2 separate regions of the Columba livia genome follow, and region 1 is linked to region 2. A link is a contact called in public Hi-C data. All regions are on one chromosome and are shown on one strand. Each heading gives the region's core, a stretch centred on a gene start, on an enhancer-like site or on the middle of the called end of the contact. The rest is flanking DNA. Distances are from core to core; before and after follow the strand shown.

Region 1 (7,648 bases), core at 1,065-3,564, 200 kb before region 2:
TTTGTATATAGATAATACATCAGAACCATTCTGGGTTTTGTATACTGTGAAGTTATTAAAAAAAGGAAACTTACGTTCCACTGAAGCGAATCAGACACATGGGACAACTGTCAAGAGTTGAAGATCCCTCACTCTGTTCAGTCTCCTCGCAGCCGTCAGTCCCAGGTCCGTTCACAGGAGGCGGTTTCTGTTCTGCAGGCACACAGGCGGCCTCCCCCAGCGACACCTTCCCTTGATTTGGTTGTATCTGAAGCTCTTCCCCACCGCTTTCCCGTCTGTTTTCCCTGCTGGCCTGTGCCATCCCCCTGCACTGCTGCCGAGAACTAAGAGCCTCTGCAGAGCTTTGCGACCAGGCCAAGTGGCACGTCAAACTTCCTTTTGTGTCTCCCCCAACCACGTTTTTGGCTTGACCTGGAATAGTTACACAGCACGTTTTCTCAGCTGTAGCAGGTACAGTCTTCAGTTTATCTGCTTGGCCCCGTCCTTCGTGCAAGCGGTGGATCTGGCTCCGTGTTAGCTGCGGGGAGCCGAGATCCTGCGGTTCTGGATGTTTCTCTCTGCAACAAGGTGGGAATGATACCCATTGAAAGTCTTTCATTCTGACTGTAAAGACTTCTCGTTCTTGTAGGCTTTCTTCCTCAGAACTCTGTAAAACACACACATGTATAATGCAGTTCAATCAATACATAAAACCCAGGCTGAACATAGACTGAGAAGGTTAAACTACATTGCAAAAAGGAACATTTTATTTACAACTGTCTCCAGTGCTTGTACAGCAATTGAGAACTTCCTGGAGTTTATGCAATATATGTCTTACTAAATTGATACAACAGGATCCTCTTTTAATGTGTTCCATAGAGACTAAGGATGAAAACAACCACTTGCTGCTGTACAGGAAAAAAACAGCTTTAGAAGGAGTGCTTTTCTGTGTTATAAGTCACATTGCTAGCAGGAGCTGAAAACCAATGTATTTAAAAGCTATTTCAGGTTGTTTTTCCTGCTTGTGACACGACTCAGATTGTCACGAAGTGCAGACACCAAGGATCCAGCACGCTACCTTTCCAAGGAACTCTGGAAAACCGGGCACCGTTTGCCCATTTGTGCATTGCAGATCTTTCAGTAACAAAATCCAGGGTTTTTCACATTCATTTGTGTCGTCCTTTTCGAACCAGGAGCATCTGTCAGCCAATGGCCTGTGAAGAGAAACACTGTCAAAGCGTTTGAGGGTGTGAGGGGGGAAGAAGATACTCAGCATTGCTACTAATTTGTCTTTTAACTTGCGTTACCCCTCCTCTAACACTGGTGTTTCAAAAATTGTAGCTATCCCTATACCTGCTGAGCACAGAAATCCTTGAGGATGGCGGTTCTGCTGTGTATGCTTGGCCCTTGAAACTACTTATCTCTCTGTACAACTGCATCAGGCAGGTAAAGTAAGAATTCAAATGTTTTAATACTAGTGATGCTGTATAAAGACAATTTCACCAGCAGGATGGATTGTGAAGGTCAGAGTGCCGTCTCCAGCATTCCAACTTCTTCCTGATGCCTTTTCTCGGGTCGCTGTCCCGATTGATGCAGCACGGAGTGGGACCTGGAGCCAAGTCCTGTCAGCCCCCAGCAAGTGCAGCGAGGGGCTCCCGAGCCCTGTTATTGGCGGGGGTGCAGCTGGGGATGCAAACAGGTGAAACAAGAGCCCAACCCTCCCTGAGCCTCGGCTCTGCCTCTCCTCCCTCCTCCCGTTCTCAAGGGCCTCTCCTCCTCTCCTGGGAACCTTGTTCTGATGAAAGGAAACTTAATTTTCACGTGTTAACATTTCTCACGAGCTCTGTCCTCACTGGTGCTACCGTGCGCCAAACACCATGCAGAAAGCTCTTTACTTCGCACTTGGCTTCTCAATCTTTTAAACGCACCACAGGTGCTGTTTTATGCAGTTGCCTTTAACACCATCCTGAGGAGCTGCAGGAAACACTTCAAGTGGCAGGTGCGTTTGAAGGCCCAGACGCACCTTCCCGGCCCGACCCCGCGGGCTCGGGGCGGCTGCGGCGGCCGCTATTTCCCCCCCGGCCCGGACTCACTGGCGCCGCCGGGGGGGCTCCCGGCCAGGGCTGGGCTCCCGGCTGCAGGCTGCCGGCGCCTTCCTGGGCTTGAGGCGCAGCTTGGCGGCTCCTTCCTCAGACATGGCTGAGGCGCGGGGCCCGGCTTCCTCCGGCCGCCCCGCGAACGGCGCTGCCGCCGCACAGCTCCCCCCTCGCCGGGGAACGGCGCTGGCGTGCGCGGGCGGAGCGGGCACCGGACGTTCCTCCTCCTCCTTCCGGCGGTTCCGCTGCCAGGGCGGGGCCTCCGGGCGGGGCCTCCGCCGGCTCCCGCTCCGCCCTCCGAGCCTCCCTGACTGAACGGCGCGGGGAGGCCAGCCCGAAGGGAAGCCCGCCCTTTCCTTGAGGAGAAACCCGCCCTTTCCTTGAGGGAAACCCGCCCTTTCCTTAAGGAGAAACCCGCCTTTTCCTTGAGGGAAACCCGCTCTTTCCCTGAGGAGAAACCTGCCCTTTTCTTGAGGAGAAACCCGCCCTTTCCTAAAGGAGAAACCCGCCTTTTCCTTGAGGGAAACCCGCTCTTTCCATGAGGAGAAACCCGCCCTTTCCTTGAGGAGAAACCCGCCCTTTTCTTGAGGAGAAACCCGCCCTTTTCTTGAGGAGAAACCCGCCCTTTCCTTGAGGGAAACCCGCCTTTCTTCAGTGCCCTGCTGAGCTCGATGTGGCCTGTATCCACTCAGCTTGTCTGCCTAGAACCCCATCCTTTTATTATTAATTATCGAATCATAGAATGTTCTGAGTTGCAAGGCACCCACAATGGTCATCGAGTCCAACGCCTGCCCCTGCAGGAGGCAACCATGAGACACCACGTGTCCTTGAACAAGTAACAGTTGACTTGGGTTTCTACGTGTCTTGGACAGATCTGAACCAGGAAAGTGGCGTTCGGATATCAGAGCTCATCAATTCACATTTGAAAGACATTGGCAGGTTTAACACGAGAGGTGGGAGGCCGAGCCAGCCGCCGCAGCTGAAGCGCAGCCGGAGGTCTGGGGCGCTCAGTCCGCCTCACAGCATTCCTGCGCTCACTCAGGTGTATGTAGGGAGGTAATGTCTTATATGCTATGTAATAACTGATTTTATAACATTAAAAGAGCATCAATGGGTTTCCTTTTTGTGTAGGAGTGAGGATAAAAATCTTAGAGGTGTAAAGTGTTTGGTTACTGATGGGAACTGTGTAAGTTTCCACAATAGATATCCCAGCTGAAAAATAACACGAATAAAAAACAATAGTCATGCCAGAGTGCTGGCATTTCTTCTGTGCGATGGGCAGACTAAAATGATAATGAAAGAAATAACAATGGAAAAGCCAACCATTGTCACGCAGGCTGACGTTGTCCTGTATTAATAGTGGTTACAGCTCTTTCTCCTCGCTGGTGGCGAAGGATTCTCCCAAAATCCCGGCGGAACGCGGTGAGCTGGACGGGGCAAGGGCTGAATTTGAATCTGAAGGTTTTAGGCCTGCTGTGGAAGGAAAGCCGGTGATGGCGCAGACACAAAGCGCAGCAGGAGGAAGCGTATGGGGCATGTGGGTTGAAGGAGGGATCGGCCGTGCAAGTGGTTGGAAAACGAGATGACAGAGGAGGGGCAGAAACTTGATTTCACAACTGCTGATTCTAATTGAAGACGACAAACCAAAAAGTATCTCATTTCTGTTTTTTTTTTATTTGCCAGCGTTAATGACTGCTGTGATATAGAAGGCACAGCACTGATTATCGCCACTTGGCGGCAGCAAACAATATAAAAATCTTGCTTTAAAAAAATCTGATGGCCAGTGAAAGCGATCATGAGATTGAGCTAATGTCTGCAGGCCTCTACGTATTTGTAGGTATCTCTATGTTAACAACTGTATATGCCACAGGGTTTGTTCTTTTGTTCATGTGATGTTTGTGTTAGAGTTTTGTACGTCTTACGACCCCTTGGACACTCCCTTGCCGATCCTCTGCTCCTGCATCATGCGTTGTACCGGTGCTCTGTTTGGTTAGATGGGACTTCTCCTGAACCAGCAACCAGACGCGCAGGCTGGTGTTCGTGCTGAAGGTGTTGCCGTGTGGTACTCTTAGTACCGTGAGTCACGCGTTATAGCATTTGCAAAAGCTTTGTTATGGGCGAGCATAAAAATGGTTATTGTGCAATAAGGGCCACGAATGAAAGAATATCATAAAAAGAATAGTGAGAATTATTACTGCAGGTGCTGATTGTAAAAAGCAAAAAGGAAAAACCTTGCTTCTGTAGCAACTGTAGCTTGTAGGTGGTTTTGTATTTTGTGGGTTTAACTAAAAACTTGATGCTGTAAGATTATTTCGTTGTTACCTGTTTAACGCATACCCATTACAATCTGTGAGCGCAGGTGTGTCAGTGGACGTTTTCATACTTTCTCTGGTTCTGTAACTAGATTTGAAAGTAGCGTTCTAGAAATCTTTGACAGTTATGTACATTCAGTATTTTTCATCTGCATCTTTCCAGAACTAATAACGTACTTACAGCATGAAGGTGAAATACAGCATAGGACCTGTTCCTGGTTCTGCCACGTTGCACAAGATCATCTGTCCTGTTTCCTCCACTGATACGGAAATGCTATTACTTCTTGCTTGACTTTGGGTCTTGCATATTTTAATAATTAGAATGTTTTTTGATCTTAGAAGAAAGTTCTCATAGAAATGCAGAGAGCAGCCTTTATCATCAGCAGCCTTGACGGGATTTGAGCCAGTGGTCAAGGGACTGGAGCTTTTGGAAGCCCGAGTGCTGCTACAGATTATCTTCAGGGATTTCCTTGTAAATGGAGTGCCAGCATGTGTAGTTATCTGTTCCCTATAGAGTCCCATCAAGCTGCACATACTTAATCTTTACTTACATGGTCCCTGCCTCTCGCTGTAAAGTGGGCCTCAGTTTTAACTTTTGCTCTCAGGAAGAAGGGGCCATTATAACAAATTCTAATCCTTTTGCAGTTCCACAGTCACTAAAGCCCATAAACTGCCTGCCAAACAAACCAAGTGATCTTTTCCTGAGCCGAGGGAAAGAGGAGAGTGCAAAACGCAGGTGCCAGCATTTGCTGGGGAAGAACTGGTACATTATCAACTAATCCGCCTTCTGCTATTTCTGATTTCCTACCCAACAGCTGCAACATTGAATGAGAGCTTCTGCATTTTGGAAGAATTAGAAAGCCTGGTAATGCAGGGTCTCTATTACAGATACAACAGCTCACAGACAGGGAGGAGATTTTTGCTGCCGGTGTAGAATTTGGAGTGCTAGGCATTTTATAGCCTGGAAAAATTGTAATTTTCAGCTGTTGTAATGGAGTAATCAATGAAGAAGAGATGGCATAGTTTCTGCTAGGTTTCTCTCGGAGCCTGATGCAATTGCGTGCATGAGCTATTATTTTTTTAATGTGCCTCTTTGAGGCTAAGGCGATGCAGTTTTTATTAGTGCTGGTCACTGTCTGTGCTGAAATGGGAAAACCTGACTATTTTCATCAGTGTGATGTATTACAATGCAAGTCACAGAGTTCCAAAAGCTGTGTAAGGCCTCCTTCAGCGTAGTCAGGAGAATAAAGATGACAAGCAGTTTCAAGCTGAGAGGCGCAGGCTCTTTGCTGTTTCCAGGGAAAGGCCGTTGAGTTTTGTAGGCTCTCCCTAATTTTTGTTGTAGATGACATTGTTTTTCAATGAGAAGTCACTGCCGTTGAAACCTGCTTCCTCCGGTATCTTACCAGAACACCAGTCCGTTAATGCGCACAGTCCGGCGCACAGCTCAGCTTTTCAGTTCAGCCTTGTCTTTCCAGGTGTAAGGGCAGCTCAGTACATGTGGGGCTGCATGGAGGAAATGGAGCCTTGTGACATTTATGTGCCGAGATGCAAAGACCTAAAAAGAGGACTACGGAGACTGGCATGGCATTTGTGGGTACCAGGTTGCCAAGGAGGCATATTGTATTGAAACAGTTTCCTGGGAAACATTTAAAAATACACTGAATGGAAAAGCACATGTGATGTGCCCACAAGCGTTCTGTGTGAATGAAATGCCATGGCTGACGATGGCATCAAGAGGCTGTTACTATTGCATGTAAAGATGCTGCAAGTGATTTTTTTTCCTTTCCCATACCCTATTTGTAGGAGGTGTGCCAAAGGAATATTGTTTTGCTCTTGGGTAATGAAACACCTACAGTACAAAGATAATGATAGTGCTGGAAAACTGTGAATCAGATGAAGTCTTGTGTGTGTCAGTCCAGTCCTAGTACCGCTCATCATTCTTCTGGCCAAGTACATGTTTGGTTAAATCAAGTCCTGATGTTCCGAGGCCCTGGGGTGAGTGTAAGAGGGGCGGGAGAATCTGCCTTTCATCTTCCTCTCACAGTTTTGCAATGTGGCTGAAAACTGTTGGAGAGAATGTCTCAGATCTCAAACAGATTAGGCTTGATGGCATGAAGCCGTGGGTTCTGTGGCCCAGTCTAGAATTCTGCTGAGGGAGTTGTATAATCTCCCCATATTTTAAAGGATTTCAGCTCTGGATTTAAGATCAAATATGGCTTGAGGTTTTCATATTTCTTGCTTGCTTACTTTCTTGGTGGTTTTTTGTTGCCTTTGTGTGTGTGTGTGTGTCTCAGTCTTATAGCCTCTAGCAGTCTGAGTTCCTCCTGTTTGCTGGGTATCATTCCTTCACTTGACATCAACATGTTAAAGGGCTCCACCGCCACCACCAACAAAAAATCCATAAATAATAGCTGTAGTAATTATAGAAAATCACGTCTTGTTTACGGGCATGAAACCACGAAACAGTGGGGCAAAATTACCAGTACTCGTTCATGTGGTATGATGGTATCCCTAACTAGAATGGTGAACAAAATCAACTTAAAACAGAATGCAGTTCAACAGATGAGTATTTATTTATTGCTTCAACAGATGTGGATGGTAGGTTTAGTTAGTTTTGCAATTTTTTTAAGGGACTATGTAGTGTTTTAGAAAGTCTTTGCCTAATAGCTCGTGTCTTCCAGAGCACTGATAAACTCAAGTGCAAATATTCTGTCTCCTTTGCCCCAAAGGTTTTAGTACCGTACCGTTCACGACAAACATTCACCTAGTTTACCATATGCATTCTTTCATCTTACTCATAATGTATTTCATGTGTGTTAGTTGTAAATATTGTGCTCATAAATCAGCCCGGACCATGCAGCCCAAGGATGGAGGCAGCTGACAGTAGGTCTGTCTGCTTCGCATTGTGGGATGTGCTAGTTCTCTGGTTTTTCCATTGCTTGGCTCTTAGTGGCATCTTGCCAGTCTCCTGTCTCACATTAACAGGAATATTGTATATTACTGAATTTAAAGTGTTTTTCCTTCAGGACTAGAAGAACCTCGTGGTGCGTGCATCTGGCAGCGTGACATTATTCCTGTGGAGCACAGAGTGCCCTCCGCACAGAGAAGCGCCGCTGGGGATTTCTGCTGCCGTCCTCCGGGCCTCAGAGTTTCACTGTCTGCACTGAGGTAGGTCTGAGACCAGGTTGTTTATTCTGGTCTGTTGAACAGACCTGTGCTTTGTACACAGGACATCCCAATACTATCACCCTAAAAAAA
Region 2 (6,823 bases), core at 351-2,850:
ACAAGCCTGCACGTGTGTGGACCTTTGAAGCACTGAGGCTGTTACCAAAAACTGATGATACATGTTTCTGGGTTCTACCATTAACACATTTAATTAACTTCCTGAGGTGCCTAGAAGTTAACCCAGCCTAAACTTAGACACCAACAGAAAAACCCGAAAACCACAATTCTCCAATGAACACCATGAAAGACTGGCAGCTTGAACTAAATCAGTTTGGCTGCTTATGATACATGTTTATATATATATATCAGAATTTAATGGATTTTTTCAATGGTGTGTAATTACAAGCTCACCTGTTGATACCCCGTATTGAGATCCATTCTCCATAATTTGTCCCTTGACAAACTTGCCCTCGTAATGACTTCCACCTTTAAAGAACATCTTGTCCTGACCTAGAAAATAGAATAATTGTTCCGACTCCTTTTATCAGACAAGTGTCCACCTCCATTTTCAGCTCAAGTCAAAAGCTGAAATTTTCTCATATTTTTCTCCTTTATATGACTGAATGTATACCTATGCACTGTTAGCAGCTTCAAAGGCTTTAAGCTTTCTTAAAGCTTACTATCTGTCTTTTACCATATTAAGGGTTTAAAGAGTACAAGTGATACTATTTCAAAAAGAAGATAAAACTGACAGGACTGTCACAAGCTCAGGTAACTTGTGCTCCTCAGGCTGCTGCCCTGAGAGCACCCAACGGGCCCCGGGCCCCCGCCCAGCCCCACCTGAGACCCCACACCCACCGGCGACACAGAAAACAACCGAAATCATTCAAATACACACACACCAGGCTGAATATTGAAAAAGTAGAAATGCCAAAGTAAAAGTGCTAATTTTACTTAGGGATACTTATTGCAAAATTGCAATGTAAACAACACTCATGTGAAGACCAATATATTACTTTGCTTACTATCTATGTTTACATTGTAATGGGAACACAGGCTCTTAAATATTTAAAGGTCACGATAAGCATTACAGACTACACAGAAACAGCCAGAGATAAAGCATTAGCGACCACGCTACCTTCGCATAAAACGAGAACTCCAGCACAACAAATAAAACAAACCCACAAGAGGAAAAGCGTTTGTATTTACATCAGCCTGAACACAGGAGCGCGGGTTGGCGGCTCTTCGCCTTAACGAGAGACGGGACTCGGCGGCCGGGGAGGCTCGTCCCGGCCGCTCCAGGCGCGGGGCCGGGCTGAGGCGGCAGCTGGACCGGCCCGGGACTGCCCATCACCTCACGGGCAGCGTGAGGGGACCCACGGGGGCACCAGCCCGGGACCGCCCGTCACCTCACGGGCAGCGAGAGGGTCCCACGGGGGCACCGGCCCGGGACTGCCCGTCACCTCACGGGCAGCGAAGGGGCCCCGCAGGAGCACCGGCCCGGGACCGCCCGTCACCTCCCACCCCGCGAGCCGGGCGCTACTGAGGGGAGAAGGACGGGGCCAGCCGCAGCCCCGCCCTCCACCTCGCGCAGGCACAGAGCGCGGCAACACCCTCCCGGCGCTCATTGGCTGTGCGGGAGCGAGGGGCGGGGCGTCACTGCGGGCGGCAGAGCGGGCTCGCACTAGGACCCGCACCCGGCGGCGGAACGCGGTTCTTCTGCCGGTAGCGCGGCACTGCCCGCAGCCGGGCCCGCAGCCGGGCCCGCAGCCGGGACCGCAGCGCTCGGGACCGCAGCGCTCCGGCCCGCCCTCACACCCGCCGCCACGCTTCTCCCTGCTCGGCGCCGCGGCAACGCCCATCCATTTCCTCCTCTGAGCCAATGGCGAGGCAGCGCCGAGCCTTAAACCCGCCCCTCTTGCCCCGGTAGCGGAAGGGGTTTTCTCCCCGCCCGTGACGCCATATTGGGTTTTGTGGAAGAGGGGGCGGGGAAGCGGAAGGACCCGGCTCGGCCGCCCGTGAGTAGCGGCGGCCCCGTGGGGCCGGACCGGACCGGACCGGGGCGGGGGGAACCGGTACCGCCGGCGGGCGGGGGCGGTGACGGTGACAGTGACAGAGACAGATCCCGGGCGGGCGGGGGCCCTGAGCTCCGGGAGCGCGGGGGCTTCTCCGGCCTCGGCCGTCGCGGCCCGGGCGCTACCCCCGGGGCTGCCGGAGCGCTCGGATCCCGCCGCCCGGGGCCGCTCCCGGTCCTGCTCACCCCAGCGGGCGCCCCGGGGCCTCTCGCTCGGGTCTCGGGCCGAACGGCGCCGCTTTGGTTGTCAGCGAAGTGCCTCGGTCGGCGCCCGGGGCGCGGGAGCTGCCGCTGCCCAGTCCCGAGGGTCTGACAGCCCGGGCCGCCCTGGTGCTGGGTGCAGTTAAACAGCGGCTTCTTTAGGACTAAAAAAACCCCAAACCAACAGTTTGCATAACTAGCGGGTTATTTTCCACTGTTTGCCCGTTGACCCTGTTGTCAATAAATTGCTTTAGCATGTTGTTGCTCCACAGAGATGTCTCCTGTGTCAGATAAGGAAACACGTATGAGCAGTAACGTGTTTTTGCTCGTCATGTGCTTCATTCGTATTTTAAATTTAAGAAAAATTTATATTGCGATCAGGCAGTTGTCTGAAAGTTCTGTGCGTTCCTGTATCTGATGATGTGAGGCGTGAGTTAAATGTCTTTGCTGCCCCGGGTCCTGTCATTGTTAAGAACTTAGAAATGCAGTGGTATTTTTAATGATGTTACCGTAACGTTTGCGGTAAAAGCCGCAATTGTTGATGTCCACGCGTTGGCCTAGTTGCTGTATTTCGATATAGAGAAAAATGTTGTGACATGGTTTAGTTTCAGCAGCAGTTTGTTCTGCTAGTGACAGACCATCCCACTGTGTATTAGTCTTGTGTGTCTTTCTGATTGTTTGCTTTACTGATGTGGCTGAAGGGTTGTTGTAATTCATTACACTGAGCACTGAGTGTTACATTATGAAAGAGGAATTGCTGTTGTTTAATTATTCCCTTGAGCCAATGAGATCTGACCTGTGCTTTTAACTGTAAACCGCCTTCAAAGCAAGGCCAAAAGCTGCTTTTCCTGATTATTGTCTGATTACAGATGTTCTTTCATTAAAGTCTGAACATGGCAAGAAATGTTAACTAAAATTTTAAGTTTGTCACGTGAAATACTTCAGTCTGTGCTGCTTAAACAGAGCCAGTGAGAGGTTTCTTTTCAGTAAAAGTGTCAGCTGGTTGTGTTTCCTGGTCTGCTATGGAAGAGCTGTTGTATTACAAAGAATCGTATGTAATCACACAGACCATAATTCTTACACCAAGCAAAATGCCCGCCCCAACGTAAACCGTCAGTAGCCTTAGAGACACGATTCTTCCCTTGATCTGCTCAGGTTAATGGGTACAACAGTGTCGTGTTTGGTTTGCTGTGGATGTATCTGTAAAATTAGGTGTGAGAATATGGAAGGTGTTACGTTCATGACCTTTAGAGAATTGCTATCTGATCAATAGGTTTGATATCGTTTTGTTGCAGCTTTATTCTTGAGGACATTTCAGAAAAACCCAAACTAAAGCACAAAATGATGCTCAGCTAATAATGCTGAGTAACTTCTCTCTTCTGCAGTGCAGCGAATGGGGAGAACAACAATTATCTCCTTTTGCCTGTACTGAAAAAGTCTCTATCTGTATTGTATGAATTTGTTTGATTTTTCTCTTTAGCTGTAGCTTGAATTAAAGTGGGCTGCAGCTCCTGAAGCCTTGTAATGAATCCCCTTCTCCTTTAAAATGTAGCAGGGCTCCTTTTTTTTCCAATTACGAGTTGTTCCATAGGATGTAGTTTTCAGATGTTTACATAAGAAATACCCACCTTTAAGGTTCTGTGCCTCCCCAGATTGCCCTTGGGCTCAGATTATTTTTTGCAGCCCGTGATTTAAGTTTTTCTGATTTAGTGATATTTCCTGTGTCTGTCTTACCACGTGGGGCTCCCGAGGTGTCGGTGCGGGGCCGAGGAACTCCCGCTGACCCGAGTCCTGCGGTCCCACCCACGCTGAGGACTCCAGGAAGTCATGGCAGGGATTGGTTTGGTGATGTGGCAAAGATGTTTCTGTTTAGAATCCATTTGATTTTGTTTGGTTTATATCTTGAACTGTAAAACTTGGTTGAGCTTAGCTGAAAAGAAAAATAAAGATCTTAAATTGGTAGCAGAAGCATGTCCTAAAAAATCATTCCCTTGGTTAATTTTTTTTACCCGAGTTCAAAATCCTGACCTTTTACTGTACAGCTTTACTCATGCATAAAACTTTCTGTGACTGCTCAGCTCTTTGTGTTCAGGAGACATAAACTCATTGAATAATTCTACTTGCCTTTGTAAAATATCCTGTTCTTTGCTTTCTTGACAGTTTCTTTTGGAAATCAATTTCTTTTGGAATAAACATCCTCTGTTTAAGAACAAAAATAGTTTGCTTCAAACGGGGCAATCCAAAGAGTCTCAATGGAAATGCTGGTTCACAGAATGTGTTGTAAAGCTTCACTGAGCTTAGACTTTTAAGCGTTACCTACGTCTCATGTTTTGTTTCCACAGCAACCATGTCAGAAGGGGACAGTATTGGTGAGTCTGTGCATGGAAAACCTTCTGTGGTCTACAGATTTTTCTCCAGACTCGGACAGGTTGGTTTTCCATAGGGTTTTCCCGGCTCTGTTAGAAGCCGGTCTCACTGCAGCTTTTTGATCTCATTACTCTTTGAATGAATTGTTGAAATGCTAACATCTCTGTGAAAGATTTCTTTTGAAGCCTTTTAAAAATAGGTAACAAATATTATAATATGCAGCTTTAATGGGATATTTAACGTGTGTATATCTGACATTACACAGTGGAAATATATGTTGTTATTGTCAAAAATGAGTGACTTCAGATTTCACATCAGATTCATCCTAAGGAAAGTAAACTTGCTTGAAATATTGTCAATTTAAATTGCTTTACAAAGCTCCAAGCGTTAGGGATTTTCTTTTGCCTTTGTAAAAATATAGAACTTGTCAAATGTTTGTCAGTATGCTTGTGTTTAACCAGTTTATTTGTAATAAAAAACACCAATGTTTCACATTACTCTCCTTCCCAAAATATTGTTCACGAATGCTCACTATTGCTAATGCTGCCCTGTAATAAACTTTATTCATTGTGCATCATGTATTCTACAGATGTACACTTTATGTTTCCTCCTAGATCTACCAGTCCTGGTTAGACAAATCTACTCCATATACTGCAGTGCGATGGATTGTAACTTTGGGCCTGAGTTTTATCTACATGATTAGAGTTTATTTACTGCAGGTAAGAGAACTGGATTTACTGCTGAAGTAGCTTTAGGTATCATTACTGTCCTGTGTCTTTTGTTAAGTGTTCTTGAAGTACAGTTTGCTTTGGAGTTACCTATGGTATCAGCACACGGCAGAAGGTAAATTGGTCTGAAGAACAAAGACATCTGTTGGTGTTAAACTCACAGCTTCAGGATGGAGACTGCGAATGCTTGAGGATTTTCATCTGATGGCACTAGAAAGTGGAAATACTCCATTAGTTCTGATTAAATTACATCATAAACCTCTGAAAACTCCTGCAATTAAGTTTTTGCTTTTATATTAAAGCCGTGTAACAGCTTAAAAATGCTAATAGATTCTTTTTGTCTTGTTTATTTGTATTGCAGTAAGTTTAGCCAGTATTTAGGTAGCTTTAAATGAAAACTGTTACATGTGGCATCTGTCAGTACACAAAAGAAAGAGATTCATAAAGGTGATTTCATCTTCTCACAGTCAGAGTGCTTATTTTATACAGTGAGAATTTTTAATATTTTTAACAAGGCCAGAAAACATTTGTGTTAATGTGAGGATGTGGAAAAGCGCTTCTCGAGGAAGCAAAAAAACAGGTAGTTTAATTGTGCTTGAAAAGTCAGTATCTGAAGATGGTTTTCAGGAAGACTTTAATCTCAGCTCTGTTTCCTCTGCCGCAGGGTTGGTACATTGTGACATATGCCTTGGGAATCTACCACCTAAATCTCTTCATAGCTTTCTTGTCGCCAAAGGTCGACCCCTCTTTAATGGAAGATTCAGGTATGATGACTAGTTCATGGTGCAATCATTTTGAACTTGTTCAAACTTCCAGCTCTTTTAGTCTGATACAGTCGTGTAAAGAAGGGCAATTTTAGCATGACGTTGTATTTCTGGACTTGCAAAACATCTGTACAACTTGACAGCAGGACTTACTGTAAAATTTATCTTTTTTCAGGACTTGAACATAGTCCATATTGTGTTAAGTTTCTGTGTTTTGAAAGGAGGTTTGTGTAACTTAAGTTCTCCCCATGGTAACTCAAGGGACCTGGCACTCATTTTCTTTTGGGAAATCAGTGTTAAGTTACATTAAAACAGCCAGAATCACAGAATCCCAGAATGTCAGGGGTTGAAGGGCCCTGGAAAGCTCATCCAGTGCAATCCCCCCATGGAGCAGGAACACCCAGATGAGGTGACGATGGCCAGCATCCCACCTGTGTGAGGTGTGAGCAGGTGCAAGATCTGCTCTACATGGTTGTGTAGCTTGAGGAGGAGATTGAGACGCTGAGGACCATCAGGGAGTGTGAAAAGGAAATCGAGTGGTGGAGTAACTCCCTGGCGTGCCACTCAGAGTCTCCAGGGGGATACCCCCCAAATGGTGACGAACCTGAGATGAAGGTGATGAAGACCTGAGACAGCCCCTGCCCTGTCACTGTCGGGCAGAGGTAGGGGACATGTCCTTTTCAGGAAAGACAGGCCAGCCAGGCGTGCTGGTGGAGTTGTTCTTTATGTGACAGAGCAACTACAATGTATTGAGTATTGTCCAGGCACGGATGAGGAGCGAGTTGAGAGTCTATGGGTGGAAGTTAA

Evidence for each region. Hi-C and Micro-C count contacts between places; a contact is called where the count stands out from the background.
Region 1: a contact with region 2 is called in a Hi-C map of liver, with 4 times the contacts expected there. The contact joins the promoter of FAAP20 here to the promoter of RER1 in region 2. A contact is called at or near these places in 2 of 2 Hi-C or Micro-C datasets (crop and liver).

What each region holds. Positions count from the first base shown.
Region 1 is chr21:1,546,293-1,553,940 of bColLiv1.pat.W.v2, reverse strand. FAAP20 (FA core complex associated protein 20) reads right to left here and starts at 2,314. Exons shown (of 4, transcript XM_065037460.1): 1 at 2,073-2,314; 2 at 1,058-1,193; 3 at 75-646. The coding sequence starts at 2,176. It overlaps LOC110355797 (a long non-coding RNA gene), which reads left to right and starts at 2,409. Exons shown (of 5, transcript XR_002408724.2): 1 at 2,409-3,908; 2 at 7,417-7,558.
Region 2 is chr21:1,351,313-1,358,135 of bColLiv1.pat.W.v2, reverse strand. RER1 (retention in endoplasmic reticulum sorting receptor 1) reads left to right here and starts at 1,600. Exons shown (of 7, transcript XM_065037464.1): 1 at 1,600-1,900; 2 at 4,500-4,585; 3 at 5,139-5,243; 4 at 5,917-6,016. The coding sequence starts at 4,505. LOC102089086 (a long non-coding RNA gene) reads right to left here and starts at 1,531. Exons shown (of 7, transcript XR_010467404.1): 1 at 1,092-1,531; 2 at 294-392. It overlaps PEX10 (peroxisomal biogenesis factor 10), which reads right to left. Exons shown (of 8, transcript XR_010467399.1): 7 at 5,343-5,462; 8 at 3,373-4,087.